Regions from separate parts of the Arachis hypogaea genome. Here regions 2 and 3 are each linked to region 1. Evidence: chromatin contacts called from public Hi-C data. All regions are on one chromosome and are shown on one strand. The core of a region is the stretch at or near the end of the contact, and the rest is flanking DNA. Distances in the headings are between cores, read along the strand shown.

Region 1 (3,820 bases), core at 834-3,333:
ACCCTCCTTTGTATTGATACATGCCTTCCAAAAATCAGCCCAGATTTGTCAATGTTGATCCTTTGCCCTGATGCTTCTGTGTACTTATTTATCACCTGGATAAGTTGATAAATATCCTCTTCTTGTGCCCCTGCAAAGATAATACAATCATCAGCAAATAAAAGATGAGTAATGACCGGTGCTGTTGGAGCAAGCTTAATTCCTGATATAAGATTTTCCTTCCTCGCTTTTTCCATGAGAATAGTAAAATACTCCGCAGCCAAAATAAATAAATAGGGTGATAAGGGATCTCCCTGTCTAAGACCTCTCTGTGGAATGATGTTGGTTGATAGCTTGCCATTTATTTTGAATCTATAAGTAGCACTTTTCACACAGCTCATCGTCAATGTGATCCACTCTTTGCTAAAACCAAACTCTTCCATTACCCTTTGTAGAAAATCCCATTCCAGCCTGTCATATGCCTTGTTCATATCCAATTTAATGGCTACTTCATTGCTTTCATGCTTTCCTTTTTTGTTTAATTTATGAAAAGCTTCTTGCACAATCACTATATTGTCTTGTATAAGTCTTCCTTTTACAAATGCACTCTGAACTGGTGAGATAATAGCATCTAATACTTTCCTTAATCTTCCCACCAATATCCTTGTCACAATCTTATACACGAAGTTGCAACAGCTTATGGGTCTGAGTTGATTCAGGCTTTCTGGTTGTCTCATTTTCGGTATCAACACAACAGTAGTTTCTCCCATGTCCTCCGGTAACCTGCCCTCTTTGAAAATTTGCTTGACTACCCCACACACTTCTCTGCTCAAAATTTTCCAATGTTGTTGATAGAACATTCCATTTAATCCATCTGGGCCTGGTGCTTTTAAGCCTCCCATGCTAAACACTGCCTCCTTTATTTCCTCATCCGTGATGATTGCCATTAACTCCTCATTCATCTTTGTCGTGACTCTTTTTGGAATTTCTGTTACACATTCCTCTAGGTTCCTATTTCCTTCAGATGTGAAAAGTTTGGTGAAATGTCTTTCAACTAATCTCATAATATTTGCTTCCCCTTGCGTCCACTGCCCTGTCTCATCTCTAAGTTTTTCAATTCTATTTCTTATTCTTCTCTGAATTGTAGTCGCATGAAAGAAGGCTGTATTTTTGTCACCCCACTTTAACCATTTCAGCCTTGACCTTTGCCCCCAATATTTCTCTTCTTGTTTCCAGAGTTCTGAGATTTGCTTTTTCAATTCTCTTTCCCTTCTTTGTTCCTCTTCATTCATATGTGACTCTTGAATTTGATGAAGTTCTAATTTCTTCCTTTCTATTTCTTTATCTGCTCTTCTGAAACTCCTACTGCTCCATTCCAATAATTCCCTTTTGCATCTATTCCTCTTAATTTTGAATTGGTTCCAACAGTTACTATTTCCATCCTCCCGTTGCCAGCTCCTTTTGATCACCTCTCTGCACTCTTTATGCTCTGCCCAGTAGGCCTCAAACCTGAACTCCTTTTTTATCCGAACACTCCGCTGCGTGTCCAAAATTAAAGCGCAATGATCCGAGGTAATAGCTGGAGAAGCTCTTAAGGTGACATTCTGGTGTATTTGCATCCATTTCCAATTTACTAACACTCTATCAAGTCTTTCCCTAGTTATAACATTATTCCTAGGATTACTAAACCAAGTATACTTATTACCTTTTAGGTCAATATCTATTAAGCCATTATCATGTACAAACCTTCTAAATGTTTCAAGATAAATATTTGGTTGGGGATGAATACCTACCTTCTCATCTTGATTTAAAATATCATTAAAGTCTCCCAAAAAGGCTTGAGCTACATCCTGGTTCATGTTGCTTACCGTAAGTTCCTGCCATAATTTCCTTCGTTTCTGGAAAACTGGATTCCCATACACAAAAATACCCTGCCAATTCAAATCATTATTAATATTAATATTTGCTTTAATGTAATTGTCACACCACTCATAAACATTAATATTTGTATTAGATTTCCATAACAAGCTTAGACCGCCGGACAGGCCCCGGGGTTCCACACAAAACATATAATCAAAATTCAGCTTTCTTTTTACCCTATCCATTTTAACCTTACTAGCTCTAGTTTCCATTAAAAACACTATTAGCGGCTTAACTTTTTTACATAGCTCATATAATTCAGACATTGTCGGGGCAGCCGCTATTCCCCGACAATTCCAGCTTATAATACTCATGGCTGAGGTTGGGGCATGTTAAGGCCCGCCTCCTCAGCCATTTGTATTCCCCTACTTTGCCTAGCCAATTGTATAGCTAACTCAAACTCCCCTGTGTCCAAGGCTGTTTTGTCATTCTTCATTTTCTTGTGCTCCTTGTTCTCCTGATTGTCATTCATGTCCTTGTATGTGAGCATTGGCACCTGCATGTTCTCTCTTTTCCTCTTCAAACTCAATTTCAGTTCCAATTTTTTGGCTAACTTTGCTTCCCAATCAGCTTGTTCCTCAGCTGCTATGTCTCCAACTTCATCATCATCACTTGCTAATTCCACATAGTAGACATTTTCTCCCGAATTCTTATTTTGACCAACCAATTCTAGCTCTCTGTTCTTTGCCTCGTTGGGTGGGTTGATGAATTCTTCTCTTTGCTTTCCTCTTTCCTCTACTTCCTGGTGATTCTTACTGTCCATTCTGCCTTTACCCGCCTGCTCCTTCTTCTCCCTTGCTAACATAAGCCTTTTTAATTCCTGGCCTATAGTTTCTCTTTCTCTTATATTTTGCTGGCCCAAATTCCAATCTTCTGTTTTGTAGCTGTTTACCTCCATTTCTTCTCTTGGATTTTTATTTAGCCCACTCCCTTCAATGTTCCCAATTTGCAAAAGGTTAACCTCTAATTCGGGCCCAATATCCTCTCCTGGTCCATTTCCACTTGCCTTCTGATCCTCTTTCCCCTTTTGTCCCTCCTGGGCCTTTGTGTTGCTGGCCCATTCCTTCCGTTCTCTTATTTCCTTGAAAATGCTTTTAATTTTAAACGCCGCTCCTAGGTCAAACATCGCATTCCTGTCTTCCTGAAAATCAGGGATTTTCGGTGCTTCCTTCACCTGCTCCTCTGCTTCTGCCATTTCTTCATCTCTCCTTAAAGGGTTTTCCCATACGCTTTCTTCCCTGATTTTCTGCTGCAGTGCCTGCTCAGACCTTATCCTGCTTTCCTCAGAACTCTGTTCATCACCACTCTCCCATCCTGGACGCACGTGCTCACGCGCCTGTTCCTCCTCTGCCTGCTTCTCTCCATGTTGTTTTGAAGTTCCTCCTTTCATGGTTGGCCCTGGTTTCATTTGGGTTATTCCCAATCCTGGTGAGTACTTCTTCTTAGAAGGATCCCAGCAAGCCATTGCTGTTGGGTTTTTGCACGATTTCTTCTCGTGTCCTAGTATACCTCAATTGAAGCAGTAGCTGTCTGGTAGTCTTTCATACTTGAAGAAAACCCACAGTGGTGGCATTTCCCCTCTGTCGAGCCAGAATCCTGTTGGCAGAGCCTTTGTGATATTAATGCTAACCCTTATCCTCAGGTATGATCTCTTAAGAACGCCATCCACTTTTGGATCTTCAGCCTCAGCCAAAACCCCCAGCATTTCTCCGATAACAGTGCCTGTCTCCTTTTCCATGAGGTCGTGTGGTATACCATGCACTTGTATCCAAAACTCCATAAAGTCATGATCCACTTCAAACACAGATTCCCCCTCCCTCCACAGTCTGAGGTTGACCATGTTTCCTTTCACATTCCAAGGGCCATTCTGCATAATCTGTAGCCCTCTTTTCCTGTCTTTAAAGCTAAATAACATCTTCTT
Region 2 (3,820 bases), core at 888-3,387, 300 kb before region 1:
GTGCTGCTGGAGGGAAGCTCACTTTCCCTTTTCCCTGCAAGTGCAAGGTGCTGGAAAAAGTTAGCCAAAAATAATAGCAATTGTGCTGTTCAGGCTTACTATTTGCAACGGACGGGAGTTGGATAGTAGTACTAAGTGCATGTCATGTTAGGTTGCTACTGATTACCAATGTTCCAAGGAAATAAGCGATGCAAGTTATAAGACTCTGATACACATCTAGAAGTGGAAGACTACAACAAATCCAAGCCTTACCCTTGGTCATCCCCATCAGCAAAAGCCAAGAAGTAAACAGTCACTTTATGCATACTAGTTATTTAATTGTGTAATATGCACATGTGAGTATGTGACATGTATGCTAAGGCAACAAAAGCCCTAACCCACAAGGAATCCTAAGCAAAGATATCATTCACATATTGCTGAAAGTCAGAGTAAAGAAGGTTCAACGAAAATTATAACAAAGTTGGACCTTAATCTCACAATGTCAAGGAATAGCATAACAACATTATGAAATGAATAAACTAAACAGCATAACCAATCATGCAAAACCCAAGCCTCATGTTCAAACAAAAGCATCACAATCTTCACATATTCACCAATACTGTCACTCATAATTATATGCGACAAAGTCTTGTTCCACCAGGTGGTCAACAACATAAAGTCATGAATCATTAAATCAATGACATATTGTCCTGCTAAATTCTAAGTCTCTCTTAAGAGTTTTCTCTACAGTTTTTCTAGATCTCCCTCTACCTTCCTACTTCCTAGGAACCTATTTTACTACCTTCCTCGTAATCCACTCTCCATCACTCACAAATACATTTACACCATGAAATCCAAACTAGGAGATCTCAAACTAGACCAAAAGCCTCGTGTTAAGAAAGCAGAGTAAAAAAAACCGACCATTTCTTAAAATTAACATCCTAATCATGAATCCTAGCTGCCAAACACCAATTGCATCAAATGTAAGAAGAATATACGAACCTATTAAATGAAAGCATGAAATCCACAGAAGGAAACACCACTGACCAGTTCAAATTTCAAAATATGGACATTCCTTCAATTCACTTTTTTTACAACAAATAAATATAATTAAAAAGGAAAACCAGCAATTGAAGAAGAAGGCGGAGGTGGTGGTACCGGATGAACATCGAAATAAAGCACGCTCATCTTGAATGCCAAGCTGCGAGTTGCAAGCGACCGGGCGGAGGCAGATCTGCCAACGATGCCAAGTACGAGTCCTCGGCACCGCCGCATACCACGGCAGAGCGGCTGAATGGAACCGAGCCAGCCGGAGGCGGAGAGAGCGTGGCGGGAGAGGAGGTGAGTGCGGCGGAGGAGGCCGAGGAAGAGGGCCATGACAGTGTCAGCGATCTCCTCAGCTCTAGAGGTGTCGACATGGACGAGGCGGAGGCCGAGGTCGGAGGCGAGTGCGGAGTCGACGGCGCGGTCAGAGGAGCCGAGGCAGAGGAGGAGGTGGTAGGGGCGGAGGCGGCGCTGGGCAGCGCGTGGGAGGTAGGCGAGGGAGTGGAGGAGGACAGCGGCGGCGGATTCGATCTTGCCGTCGGAGAGGCGGCTGAGGGGGACGTGCTCGACGGCGGCGACGCCGGTTAGGGATTCGAGCTCGATGGAGCAGTCTTCGATGCAATTTAGGGTGACCACTAAGGGAAGTGGCGCAGGGTTGTTACGATGAGGCATTGCAGCATACAATTCCGAACTCTATCTCTCTCAGTTTCTGTGATTCGCTGCGTTCCTCTTTTCTCTACTCTTCACTTTTTGCTCTTTGCTTCACCGCAGATCGCCCGCTTCTGCCAAGCCTCATCACCAGTCACCACCAAATCAAAGTGTCGTCCCTTTTTTTTTTTTAATATTTATTTCAAGTCAATGCTTTTTAGTTTTTACAAACTAATAAGTGAAAACTAATTTAGGATAATTTACAAAATTAAATAATTTAAAAATTATTATACAAGTTCAATAAATGAAAAATGATGAAGGTATTCAAAAGTTGTTTGTATCGCGATTTACCTGAAAAATAGAAAAAATGCATAAACTACTACTGTCAAAAGAAATGGAAACGTACATCATAAACTAGGATGGATCACGGTGGTTTACACACAATCTAATTCTCTACTCTTTGTAGCGGCTTTATAAACATCAATTGCTCTATAAATAATTAAATATCAATGACAATACCAATAAAACGAAAATATAAAAAGTGATTCGTAACAAATTGAAACTTGATTTACAAAATTTTTTAGGGGACTTTTCTTTTCTTTTTTAACCAAAATATGATGATATACATTATTAACTTTCTTTTGGCAGTAGTGTTTTACATTATTAATTTACAATCTAATTTTAATGTACTACCTAGGGGTGTGCATGGCCCGGCCCGAAGATCCGGCCCGGTCCCGAACACTTTTGGGGCTAATTTGGTGTGATTTTATCGGGTCTAGGGCCGGGTATGGGTCTTAAAAATAGACCCGGTCATTATTTCGGGTCGGGTCCGGGCCATATCTCGGGTCACCCGAAATCGGCCCGGTGACCCGGTCATCATACACAATTAATATTTTGTGTTATTAATGATGGATGATGCCTATTGTTATGTGAAATTTAAGTATTGTAAACCTTAATATTTTGTATTACTAGTCATTATATATAAGACTATAAGTTAATGTTTTATATTTAAAATGCATAAGACTTTAGACTAATGCATAATCTTATGTTATTTGTATTGATTTAAATATTTGGTGTTATTAGGCAATATTAGTATTGATTATGGTTATGCTTTAATTTTAGAGAAAAGTTGGTTCTTATTATATTTTTCTAAGTGAATTTTACCATGTCAAATAATAGTTGGAGTCTTGGAAATTTGGATATTTTTACATGCTAACTTTCAAGGTAATATAATGTTAACGGCCCGGTTTTCACCCGGTTTTTACCCGGTATAATCGTGGCCCGAAAGTGTATAGATTTCATCGGGTCTAGGGTCGGGTTCGGGTCTAACAAATAGGCCCGGTATATATTTCGGGCCGGGTCTGGGTCACATCAAACCCGGTTTCACCCGGCCCATGCACACCCCTAGTACTACCAAATAATTTTGTATAAATATTCAATTATATAATATTATATTAATAAAAATAATTAACTAATTAACTCGGTTTAAACTGTCAATATTTATTGAATCAATTAGTGAACTAATTAGTAGACCAATTTAATTTAATTTAATTTGATTATTACATATTTAATTAATAAAAAAAAGTTAACTAATACTTATTTTGTTAGGCTACGTATCTACCTAGTTAAATAAATTGAGTGAATCCTTTACCTATATACACAAAACAGAAGTTTCTTACGTGCATGTGCATTTTTATGTTTATATAAACCGTTAGAGCCAACCACGGTTTCAATTTAATACATAAACCGTGGCTACTAGACACGGTTTACTTGTGAATGGAATGTATCATAAACCGTGGCAAACTATCACTGTTTACTAAGAGAGGTAAATGCACATAAAATATGGTAAGCAGCAACGGTTTATGAAGGAGTTTGAGTAGGCATAAATATTTGTTAGCTGCAACGGTTTATGAGAAGAGAAATTCTATATATATGTGAGTGAGATTCAAGCTGGTAAAGAGATTATTGTCACAATAGAAATAACAACAATACCAACAAGAATAATTCTACTAACAATAACAATCTATAACAATATATAAAGTGAATAGGATAGTTTAGTGTCCAATTTCTATTTTTCCATCTTAATCTTATTGATAAATAGTGTTTAATATAATTGTCGTCTTAAAATTTGGTCAAAAATGTAATTATT
Region 3 (3,820 bases), core at 478-2,977, 280 kb before region 1:
CTGCTCACACCCTTGATGACTTAGGCATCAAAGTGTCTTTGCAGGTACCACCCCCATTCTCTCACACTCACAAGTCGGACGGAGGCCCCAACGATGCGAACCCGCTCGAAGACTTCCTTCCTCAGATGATTGGGCCAACCTAACGAGTCCAGCATATTAATCTCCGATTACCCAACATAATATTGGCACCGTTGCCAGGGACCCGAGAGATCAACCAGTAATGGCGGACAACTCACCAGAGGATGGTCATACAGCGTCTGATTCCAAACAAGAAAATCCAGATACTGGAAACAACGACGCGGACCTGACCCTTCACTAAGGAACCAACGACCATCATAGAGAAGGAACCTCTGGGGTAAACTCCTCGGAAGGACGAGAATCCGGAAAGGAAGGGCTACCCCATGCAACCGAACTAATGGGGTTGGTCCACGGTCACCAAGGTCATTTGGAACAGCTGGAACAAGAATTAGAACGAAAACGAGAGGCAGAATGAAATCTCAGAGAAGAGATAGAGTGACGGAAAGAGTTGGAAGAAAAACTCTTGAAGCTCGAATCTTCCCTTAGAAATCGAAACTCCCGTGGTGACAAAGAAGAGTCGCCCCTGGAGGGAGAGGATTTGTTCAGTGAGAACATAATGAGGGCAAAAGTTCCAAGAAACTTTAAAAGCCCTGATATGAACTTCTATAACAGAACCACAGACCCGAAGCATCATTTAAGCAATTTTAAAAGTTGAATGTATCTGGCTGACGCTTCTGATGCGACTCACTGCAAAGCTTTCCCGACCACCCTGTCGAAAGTAGCGATGAAATGGTTCGATAGCCTCCCCCAAGGTCGGTTACCAGCTTTGAGGAACTCTCGAGAAAGTTCTTAATGGGTTCTCTATCCAGAAAGATAAAGTAAAGCACGCACCGAGTCTCCTGGGAGTTAAACAGGAGGTCAGAGAACCTCTATGAGACTACATGGAAAGGTTCAACAAAGCATGCTTGGAGATTCAAGACCTGCCCACCGAGGCAATTATCATGGGGCTAGTAAATAGAGAGGGCCCCTTCTCTCAGTCCATATAAAAAAGGCACCCCACCTCTTTGAGTGATGTACAAGAGAGAGTAGAAAAGTACATCAACATGGAGAAAAATGCCAGATTACGGGAGCCAAGTTGGCGACATGGGCCCCCTCACTCAGCAAAAGAGAAAGAAAGGGAGCCCAAGAAAAAAGAGGAGGTCGGTCCCGACAGGCTGAGGAAATATCACTCCTATACTCCTCTAAAAGTCTCCCTAGTAGACGTATACAGAGAAATTTGTAATACTGAAAGATTGCTGCCCCCTAGACCCATCAAAAACAAAAAGGGAGGAAGTCGCGGTGACTACTGCGAGTACCATAAGATGTATGGCCACTCAACAAATGATTGCTACGACCTTAAAAACGTGATAGAAAGGTTGGCTAGGGAAGGCCGACTTGATAGATATCTCGTGGAAAGGTCGGACAATCATGGAAAAAGGAAGCGAGATGACGAGGACAGAAGAGACCCACCACCACAAACCCCCAAGAGGCATATACATATGATCTCTGGAGGATTTGCGGGAGGAGGACTTACTAAATCATCTCGCAAACGACACCTAAAGTGAGTATACCAAGTCGGGAAAGAATCCCCCGATCTCCCAACCATCTCATTCACCAAAGAGGATGGGCAGGGGATCATGCCCGGGCATGACGACCCGGTGGTGATAACCATGATCTTGGCAAATGCCAACCTCCACAGGACCTTGGTAGACCAAGGGAGTTCGGCTGATATACTCTTTAAGCCTGCATTCAACAAGTTAGGGTTGGATGAAAGGGAGCTAAAAGCTTACCCGGACACCCTGTATGGGCTAGGAGATATGCCAATTAGGCCACTGGGATACATCCCCCTCCACACTACCTTCAAAAAGGGGGAAAATTCCAAAACTCTGAGCATCGACTTTATCGTCATCGATGTCGGATCGGCGTATAACGCCTTAATCGGCAGGACTACGCTAAATCGGCTCAAAGCAGTGGTGTCAATCCCTCACCTTTGCATGAAATTTCCAACACCTAAGGGAATAGCAATGGTGCGGGAAGACCAGAAGTTGGCAAGAAAATGCTACAATGAAAGCTTGAACCTCCGAGGAAAGAACAAGGAAGTTCACACTATAGAGCTCAGGGGAATAAAAGCCAAAGAATAGCTGTGGCCACAGCCGGGGGGAAGAACCGAAGAGGTTCAAATCGGAAAAGAGGAAGGAAAAATACCAACATAGGGGACAACCTAGATGAAGACTTGAAATAGAGGCTGATAAAGCTCCTGCAAGATAATTCCGACCTCTTCGCTTGAAAAGCTTCTGACATGCCAGGGATAGACCCTCAGCTCATGTCCCACAAGCTTTCAGTACACCCCGGATCATGACCCGTACAGCAGCACAGGCGCAAGCTCGGAACAGAACGAGCTCAGGCAGTGGAGGAGCAAGTGCAAGCCCTCTTGGAGGCCAACTTCATCCGAGAGGTCAAGTATCCGGCATGGCTAGCAAATTTAGTGCTAGTCAAAAAGCAAAACGGCAAGTGGAGGATGTGCATCGACTACACCGACCTGAACAAAGCGTGCTCTAAAGACCCATATCCACTTTCCATTATTGACACCCTAGTAGATGCAAGCTCAGGGTATCAGTACTTGTCGTTTATGGATGCTTACTCGGGATACAACCAAATCCCGATGTACAAGTTGGATGAGGAAAAAACTCCATTCATCACACCTAGAGCAAACTACTGCTATGTGGTAATGCCTTTTGGACTAAAAAATGCTGGGGCCACATATCAAAGGTTGATGAACAAAGTTTTCGCTCCCCACTTCGGGAACTTAATGGAGGTCTACGTAGACGACATGATGGTGAAAACCAAGGAGAAAACCGATCTCTTGACAGATCTCTCGCAAGTTTTCAACACCATAAGGTCGCATGAGATGAGACTAAATCCCACAAAATGCACCTTCGCGGTGGAAGCGGGAAAATTCCTAGGGTTCATGCTAACACAAAGGGGGATCGAAGCTAATTCTGACAAGTGCAAAGCTATCCTGGAAATGAAAAGTCCGACTTGTCTAAAGAAGGTCCAACAATTGAACGGACGGCTCGCCGCCCTTTCCAGTTTCCTGGCGGGATCAGCACTAAGATCCCTTCCACTATTCTCTCTACTAAGAAAAGGATGCCAGTTCGAATGGACTCCGAAATGCGAAGAAGCATTCCAGAAGTTCAAAAGGTTCTTGAGCCATCCTCTAATCCTGACCCGACCCATAGTTGGGGAAGAGCTCGTCCTATACCTGTCAGTAGCAGATAGAGCTATAGCATCAGCTCTAATACGGGAGGATGAGGTCAAGCAGCATCCTGTATACTTCACCAGCAAAGTTTTACAAGGCCCAGAACTGAAGTATCAAAAACTTGAAAAGTTTGCATACTCCTTAGTAGTAGCCTCACACCGATTACGACCGTATTTCCAAGCGCACACAATAAAAGTCCGAACGAACCAGCCCATGAAGCAGATCCTCCAGAAGACGGATATTGCGGGCAGAATGGTTCAATGGGCAATAGAGCTCTCTGAATTCGACCTGAAATACGAAGCCCAGATGGTAATAAAAGCTCAATGCCTCACCGACTTCCTAGCAGAATACGCCGGAGATCAAGAGAAAAAATCCACTACATGGGAGTTATATGTAGATGGGTCCTCCAACAAGGTTGGAAGCGGTGCAAGCATAATACTGGTCAGCGAAGGAGGAACGCAAATAAAAGTCTCCCTCAAGTTCGAGTTTCCAGCTTCCAACAAT

The links. A called contact is a pair of places that touch in the nucleus more often than the background predicts.
Region 2: a contact with region 1 is called in a Hi-C map of leaf, with 1.9 times the contacts expected there. The contact joins the promoter of LOC112797521 here to the promoter of LOC112795294 in region 1. A contact is called at or near these places in 2 of 8 Hi-C or Micro-C datasets (both in leaf).
Region 3: a Hi-C map of an unstated tissue shows a contact between it and region 1, with 4 times the contacts expected there. The contact joins the promoter of LOC140184239 here to the promoter of LOC112795294 in region 1. A contact is called at or near these places in 3 of 8 Hi-C or Micro-C datasets (leaf and an unstated tissue).

What each region holds. Positions count from the first base shown.
Region 1 is chr4:118,477,900-118,481,719 of arahy.Tifrunner.gnm2.J5K5, forward strand. LOC112795294 reads right to left here and starts at 2,084. Exons shown (of 1, transcript XM_025837232.1): 1 at 1-2,084. The coding sequence starts at 2,084.
Region 2 is chr4:118,174,468-118,178,287 of arahy.Tifrunner.gnm2.J5K5, forward strand. LOC112797521 (C-terminal binding protein AN) reads right to left here and starts at 2,138. Exons shown (of 7, transcript XM_025840505.3): 1 at 1,138-2,138; 2 at 1-34. The coding sequence starts at 1,695.
Region 3 is chr4:118,197,838-118,201,657 of arahy.Tifrunner.gnm2.J5K5, forward strand. LOC140184239 reads left to right here and starts at 1,728. Exons shown (of 1, transcript XM_072234552.1): 1 at 1,728-2,198. The coding sequence starts at 1,728. The coding sequence ends at 2,198.